2 separate regions of the Danio rerio genome follow, and region 1 is linked to region 2. A link is a contact called in public Micro-C data. All regions are on one chromosome and are shown on one strand. Each heading gives the region's core, a stretch centred on a gene start, on an enhancer-like site or on the middle of the called end of the contact. The rest is flanking DNA. Distances are from core to core; before and after follow the strand shown. Region 1 has its middle 34 kb from the start of zbtb18. Region 2 holds the start of zbtb18 (zinc finger and BTB domain containing 18).

Region 1 (4,107 bases), core at 647-3,146, 34 kb before region 2:
AAAAGGAGAATATTTTAAAACACAAACTAGTTAACAGCTTTGAAAGCTAAATGTAATGTTCCTGACACTTTAATAAACAAATATATATGTAATAATAATAGTAAAAAACATTTAAAAAGCTCAATTTTACATGCCTCTCTCCTAGCAAGAAGGGGATCCTAGCACGCCAGCCAATCAATTGACATATCACTAGACAGCCCAGGATGTCCTCGGAAAAGTACAACAGGGCTTGACAGAGTATCTCAAAACAATCAAAGAAAATTCATGAAAACACAATGTTCACTACAGAGGGCACAAGTCAGTGAGCGGGTTCCCAGGAGGATATAATGCCAACTGACCTAGTCGGGACTCGAACCAACAACCTTCTTGCTTTGAGGAGACAGGAGGAGACGATATGCTTTAATAAATTTGAACATGCATTGTTTTTCTTTTACCTCGCATATGTAGACATTGCATTTACTTGAAAGTCTTGGAAAAATCATGGAAAAGTCATGGAATTTTAGTAGTAAAAATGTGTATGAACCTTGTTTATAAAGGATTTATAAAGCAAAAATACTCTTCACTTTAAATCAGGTCACACAACTGCATGAAGTTGAGTTAATAAAGCATTTATTGACAGTAACCATTCTGAATAACATTCACATTCTGAATAATCTTAACCCCCCTCTTCCCAAACTACTCTTAAATAAAAATGGTTTGTAAATAATGTAATACTAAATTTAGTAATAAACAATTAATAAGTAATAAAGTATGAAAACACAATTATTAAACGCATTATAAATGTGCTTATAAGTCAAGGATGCAGCATTTGTAATCTGTATTTGTAAACTGCTTACTAACATCTATTAGTTAATACTTAACAAATAATGAATTAACTATGTACTAATGCCTAATAATTGATTCATAGTGTGTATTATTAAAAAGCGTTAACATAAAATTTAATATTCTTTTTTCTAATAATATTATGTTAACATTAACTACGACTAATAAGAGGTAAACAAGAATATTTAGCTGTTTGTTCTAACTACTTAATTATAATGAGCTGAATCAACACAATTATTGAACCAACGACCTTCTTGCTTTGAGGAGACAGTGCAAGCCACTGAACCGCCGCTTGTAACATACTGTGTCGTTTATTACTTTTACAAAAGTTAAAAAGACTTCTCTATAAGCTCTATATTTTTCTAATACATGGATTCGGTGCTTGGTTAGCAATTTTGAGTGAAAAAAGTTCAATAGTTTTATAATATGCTAATATCATGCCTTTTTTTATAAAAGTTGAAAGCAGTTGTGCTGCTTACAATGTTCCTAATATGTAAATTCATTGATCTTTTATCAATTTATGTTTATCAACTTTTTTAAAAAAAGTAGTGCTGCTTAATATTTTATAATATGCTGATTCATGTTGAAAACCACTGAGCCGCTCCATATTTTTGGAAATCATACATCTTAAAGAGATAGTTCACACCAAAAATATGAATTCTACCATTATTTAGTTCCATACCAGTTTGAGTTTCTTCATTCTTTTGAACACAAAAGAAAATATTTTGAAGAAAGTTGAAAACTGGTAACCATCGACTTCAATAGTAGGCAAAACAAATACTCTGGAAGTCAATGGTTACCGGTTTCCAACTTTCTTCTTTTCTTATCTTCTTTTGTGTTCAACAGAAGAAAGAGAGTCAAACCGGTTTGGAACAAGTAAAGGGTGAGTAAATGATGAGTTTTGAGTGAACTATCCCTTTAAATAGTGTGTATTGCTGAAGTGCTGGTGCTCATGCTGGAGAAGGCAGCAGTTTCAGCGGATGCTCTGCTCTCAGTGGCGTCTGTGCTGGACATTTGCTTCAGCTTGTCTCCAGAGCGGACAGGTGTTGGCGTCAGCAGCGTCCAGACTCGTTTCGGCAGCTGCTGCGCTCATCCACACACTCACGCACACACACACACTCCTCCCCCAACCGACAGATGTAGACACACCACCCAACTAGCTTTATGGAGCCAGAGCTGTTTTGACTTTAAATATTTGCCCAGGAGGGATTGCCCTGTTTGGGCAAGGCTTGTAGTGCAGTAGTAGGGCGAGAACAACACGGACTGGCCGACACAGAGAGAGAGAGAGAGAGAGAAAGAGAGAGAGAGGAAGAGAGAGAAAGAAAGAGGTATAGCCTGTACAAACACATAAACCTGCCGGATCAGCTGGAAGTCTGGACGAGTGTGAAGTCTTTAGGTGACATTCAGATGTTTGGCGATTGATATTCATTGGCCCCTGAAACTGTGTGTGTTTGGAGACACTTTTGGAATCAGGAGTGGCCCTTCAAAATGTTATTAGTCTGCAAACAAATGATAATTGAGCTTCTTTTAACCTTTACCTGCTGGTTTAATAAGGGATTTAGTGGTTGTATGAAGTCAGTTCACACAGGTGTGGGTCATCACATGTCACACGCAAAAAAAAAAAAAAGTCACTACAATGTGTAAAAGTCTTGTATTTTCTTTTTGAAAAATGTACTTATTTCCCAGTGTTGGGTTTCAGCTGGAAGGGCATACGCTGGGTAAACATATGCTGGACGAGTTGGCGGTTCATTCCGCTGTGGCGACCCCTGATTAGTAAAGGGACTAAGCTGAAAAGAAAATAATTGAATGAACAATGGATTTATCAAAATAAAGATTTTAAATTATAAATGTATTTATGTATCGTTTTTTATTAATTGAATATTTATTGTATATACTTTTATATATTTTTCAAAGAAAATTATTTGCATCTTGTTGCTTATAAAAAATTTATCAATTGATTTAGCACAAGTTTATAGTTTTATATATTGATATCTGTATATTAGGATATGTAGGATATAATTTTTTGTTTATAATACTTAATGATTTTTATAAGGAAAGTATTATTATATTACTTTGCGTTTAAGTATTATCTATTTAAAATGTTTTGCTTGTTTTTAAGAATTTGGATATTTACAACAGATATATATGTATATATATATATGGTTAAGTGCCATCTGAAATTTCAGTCGAAAATGAAAATTTTTCTCAGCCTCCTTATTTTTTGCCATAAAAGTAAAATTACTGAACCTACACATAGGAGCCTGTTAAAAATGCTCATTTTAGAAGAACATTTCAGATGGCATTTAGAGGTTTTTGCATCTGAACTCTTCATATATGTATTGCATCTTATTTTGCTTATTTTGGCTTATTTTGCGGTCTCTGTCACCATGTTGAGTATCTCTGAAATTATAAATATTTTAAATAGGCACTATCCTTATGAATAAACTGCATAGTTGCAATCTAAACAACTACATTCTCACCTAAAAAAACCCCCTCAAAAGTACATCATGTTGTCCGACAGCCACAATATGTGATCACTCTATGTGGGCAAAGTAATGCAGAAGGGTGAAGAGGCTGTACCAGTGCTGTTATTGCAGAATATCGCACTGCTATCAGCCAATCAGATTTGACAACCAGACAGAAATGTTGTATGAATCTATATGTATAGCGTATGGGTTTGGGTTTGAATTGTTTATGTGTTTGTACATTTATTTGCACTTATGAGTTTATTTATGTAAATTTATAGAACAAATTCATTCATTCATTTTCGACTTAGTCCCTTTATTAATCCGGGGTCACCACAGCGGAATGAACCACTAACTATTCCAGCAAATGTTTTACGTAGTGGATGCCCTTCCATCTGCAAGACATCACTAGGAAATATATAATAAATTATTATTTATTTATAATTATTAAAATAATTTTAGAATAGTTTTATAATCGGCTGAAACTATTCATACTGTACATATCTATTTTATTATTGTGCATTTAGAATTAATTTTAATAAGTAGTTTATGCATATCTTATATATTAATAACTTTTTACTTAATTTAAAGTATTTTTTTCTTAAATTAAATGTTTTGCTTGTTTGCTGAGTTTTGATATATTTCTGCTTGATATTTTAAAGCAAACTACTGCGATGTCAAGTGTGACTCCAAACACTTTTTGTGGCCGCTGAGTGTGTGGAGAATATAAATATGGAAAAATATATTTTTGATAGTATCTACAAATGTAAATCATTGCAAAAGAAATGCAGTCCGATTTATTTGATGTCATTTAATGAAA
Region 2 (4,269 bases), core at 313-2,812:
AACCTAGTTTCCTGCACTGAGAATTTAAATACCCTCAAGTTTTTTTTTCTTCCCCCCTCTCCTTCCAGTAACCATAAACAAAGGCCAGCACAGCACATTTGCAACTGACAGATCCACGCAGCTGATATTGTTTTCGACTTCTTTATGGTTCACTGGCCGCGCCATTACCGTCATTCATTTTACTAACCCTTTGGACAACTGACAGAGGAGGGGGAAAAAAGAAATAAGAAACAATGGGAACAATCATACGGGCCTTATAAGTACGGTTCAAACAAAAGCCACTGTATTCCGCTTAAGCACTTACAAAACTCCTTTCTTCCCAAGTATCTTGCTCATTTCTGTTCAACTTCTTTGGTACGAGCCAAACAACAGTTTCCTGTTTACCACAAAAATCAGCAAAACAAAGATATGCAACGACAATGTGAAGGTCTCTTCTGAAGGATGTCACACTCATGAATACAAACAACTCACTGATATGCACAAATAATACAAAACTGAAGAGTTCACTGCATCTGTCACGTGCATTACACTTGCTCTCAGGGGATTTTAAACAATTAACAGGAGCTTTTTTTATTTCAGGAAAACCACCATCACTGCTTAGTTATAATAATAAACAACACTTTACAGATTTACAAAGAAATTGGTTAACATAAAGATATAACTTTGCAAAGAAACTTGTTTTGTACAATGACACGTCAAAGCAAAATAGTTTCCAAACCTGGGAAGTTCTCCAGAAAGACCGAATGGTGCCTAGTTAGCCATTCTAAAACTTAAAACATATTACAACAAACAAAAAGACGCTAGAATAAAACAAAGTACGAGTCCACCTGGGTAGGATATGGTATTATAGCAGGCTACTCCTACACAAACACACTCACACACAGCGCACTGCCGACGGTCTTTCTCTGGATCCTGACCCCGTACGTTCAGGAAAAGCTAGCTTGCGTGGCTAACAAATAAAAAGTAAGCCTTCAACCTGCAGTGTTACAGTTTTGCGGCAGGCCCCGATGCCACGCGCTCGAGCAACTCATTCTGCGCGTCAAGACCAACAACAGTCGCGTGAAAAAGATCGCTACTTTTCCCCATAACAATCCAGCCCGTTCTCCAACCCCCTTTTCATCTCCTTAAAGAGCACCTCGTATCACAGGCACTTACAGGCAGCCAGGTCCAACGTCTTCCTGCTTCCTCCGTCTAATCCTCTCAGCGAGAAAAACAACTCGATTGACTTTCAACTGCTTTCCATAACAACCTGCAGTGGCAGGAAAGACGGAGCGGGCGAGCGGAGCGACGAGAGAGCTGCGGCAGCCAGATGTTTCCGAGCTGTTGCTACTCAACTCTCCGGTAAAGAGGAAGCGCTTGACTGGCAGCGCGCAAGCCAATGGAAGAGGCGAAAAGAAAAGCGAAGGCAAATTGGAAGCTGCCGCTGAGGGGGGAAGAGGGAGGGATGTCTCTTTCTCGGCGTAGGTTGACACCAGGCAACAGTGAGAAAGCAGAAAAAAAGGCCGAGCGAGCGAACGGACGGGTTCCTCGAGCAGACTGGCGCAGCGCGCGGATCGAGGGACATTGCGCAATGTTACGTGGGTACTGTAGTCACGGGCAGAGCAGCGGTGGAGAACAGGTGCACTGCAACTTCCTCCAGAGCCGCGGACACACACGCACACACACAGAGGTAGTCACATGGCTAGTGGAGAACGATATGGCCCCTTGAAATAATATTGCAAATGAGAAACAGACAGACGATATTAGCCGAGCGCCGAAATTATTTACAATTGAATAAAATAAAAAGTAACATGTTTCAAAAGTAAGCCCTAGTGTTCATAATCTTCAAATATTTATCGTACAAAATAGGTCCTCAAGTGGATGAATAATAATAACAATTATTATTATTATATGGAATAATAATTATTGTTGGAAATGATAATGATTATTATCTGAAATACTGCCAATGGGTTTCCTAGCTCTAATTGCGAGATTTAATGCGAATTTTATTGCCATTTCATCCGCAGACAAACAGCATTACACGCTTTTTAAAATAAGAGAGCACATCAACTCAATTTGAAGTTGTTCATCTTTATTCATTTTACATTGTTCTAGATTAAATTATAATGCGTATATGGCCTACAGATGAAAAAAATCAAACACAAATAAATATATAAATAAATAAACACTGCAACCCACTGTACTGGGTTGCAGCTGGAAGGGCATCCGTTGTGTAAAACATATGTTGGATAAGTTGGCGGTTCATTCCGCTGTGGTGACCCATGATTAATAAAAGGACTAAGCCAAAGGAAAATGAATGAATGAATAAATAAACACAAATAAATAACTAGAAACATAACTGGATAAGATTACGAATGATGGAAGAAAAAGACAATAGTCTTTCTTAAGCAATGAAGTACATTGTGTTATTGTATTAGGCCTATGTAAAATAATATTAAAAAGCAGGATATATATATATATAGATAGATAGATAGATAGATAGATAGATAGATAGATAGATAGATATAGAATGAGAAGGAAAATAATGCACCATAAGCGATGAACTCATGGATGAGATAAATAAATAAATGAAGAAAGAAAGAAAGAATAAAAGAAACGAACAAATAAATAAACACAAAGTAATAACTAGAAAAATAAATACATAAATATAATAATGAGTAATGGAAGAAATACACAATATTTGTCCTTAGGCAATGAGTTAGATTGTATTGTATTAGGCCTATGTAAAAAAAAATATTAAAAAGCAGAACATGAAAAGAAAATAATGCACCATAAGTAATAAACTAATGGAAATAAATAAACAAGAATGAATAACTAGAAAAATAAATGCATAGATAAGATTAAATAATAGAAGAAAAAGACAATAATCTTTCTTAAGCAATGAATTAGATTGTGTTATTGTAATTAGGCCTTTGTAGAAAAAAAAGCAGGATAGATATAGAACAAAAAATAACTCATGAAAATAAATAAATAATGGAACAAACTGATTAGTAAAAAAAAAAAAAAAATCAACATTGGAGATTCCTGTGTTTACATGATATTTACTGTATGTGTTGGATCGCGGCGTCAACAGGTGAGCGTTTGCAATGCTAAGTATGTGCAATGGTCCACAGATGCGCTAAGTTCACTCAGGACCTTTGTGAACAGAAAGTCACGTGTTCCGCATATTTGGCTGCTCGCCGCACCCGCCCGTCATCATCATCATCCACGCTCCCACACTCATGCGTCCCAGTAAACTAATTGGCGTTACTAATACATTTCAAAACAAACCACTGTCCTACTGGTGCTGGAATCTTGACATAATAACATTATAATTTAATGCAAATAATGGCCTCATTAAGCTGATGTGGCAAATGAGTCCAGGCATGTGATGCGTTTGGTGTTTTCCATGTCGTCACTCAACAATCTACTCCTTGTTCTGGCCAAGAGTTGTCCTCGACTGTCATAATGAAAAAAATAATGAAATATGAATCACGTTAATTGCTAAGTTTTCGCAACTGAGCATTTCATTTAAATCTAAGGTTGTGTGTTGATAAAAACAAGTTAGTTTGTTAGCTTGAATCGTCAAAAGACTTCATTTTGTGCACAGTCGGTGTGTTTATTGTTTAGTCTTGTTTCAGTTAAGAACAAAAGATATATTTCACCACACAAACCCCTATATTAAACTGTTTTTATGAGGGGGGAAAAGTGTGTTTCACTTATAGTTGCAACTATTAGCATAACTGCTGTTAGCTCTCTGCTCCAGTATGATAATCAACAGGCCTTTTTGATCCCAAATGTTTGTTTTTTCCCTTTTTTTGAGATGACAGTCCCTTGAATACGGCTGTGCCATCAGCAAAGCACGGCTGATGTTTGAAATGATATTTACTGGAGTTCTCTCCATCTGTTCAGACTGAAGTCAAAGATGTGAGGCCTCGCGTCTGTGCAACTAAGAGCAATGTTTTGAGGCACCACAGAGGACTTGTAAAAGTCATTTTATTTTATTGTTACAGTAACAGAAATATTTGTCACTTAAATTTATCAATTAATAATTGTTCATCATATAATTTTTAGTGGCTGTAAAATATTGAAAATAATGAATACCTAGTCATATTACATAAATACAACTTTCAGGTCTCTGTATATTTATTTGCTTGCAAAATTGAATGCACATTAAATTTATTGCACATACAAAACTAAAGTAGATTCTGTATTTATGCTAATAAAAGCTATGAGATCTGACAGTTGATTGTAATCAGGTAGTTCTGCATTCCCACCTCTTGAGGTCAC

The links. Hi-C and Micro-C count contacts between places; a contact is called where the count stands out from the background.
Region 1: a Micro-C map of caudal fin shows a contact between it and region 2, with 2.3 times the contacts expected there. The contact joins the enhancer-like site here to the promoter of zbtb18 in region 2. A contact is called at or near these places in 3 of 18 Hi-C or Micro-C datasets (caudal fin and embryo).

Annotation. Positions count from the first base shown.
Region 1 is chr13:11,888,445-11,892,551 of GRCz12tu, reverse strand. No RefSeq gene overlaps it. Among named protein-coding and RNA genes, the nearest start is that of zbtb18, 34 kb to the right of the region's middle. Within about 2 kb of position 1,896, at least 22 of the 62 cell types and tissues checked have an H3K27ac peak or open chromatin away from gene starts, as enhancers often do. A contact at or near this core is called in caudal fin, where this site is marked.
Region 2 is chr13:11,853,875-11,858,143 of GRCz12tu, reverse strand. It overlaps zbtb18 (zinc finger and BTB domain containing 18), which reads right to left and starts at 1,562. Exons shown (of 2, transcript NM_001082952.2): 1 at 1,156-1,562.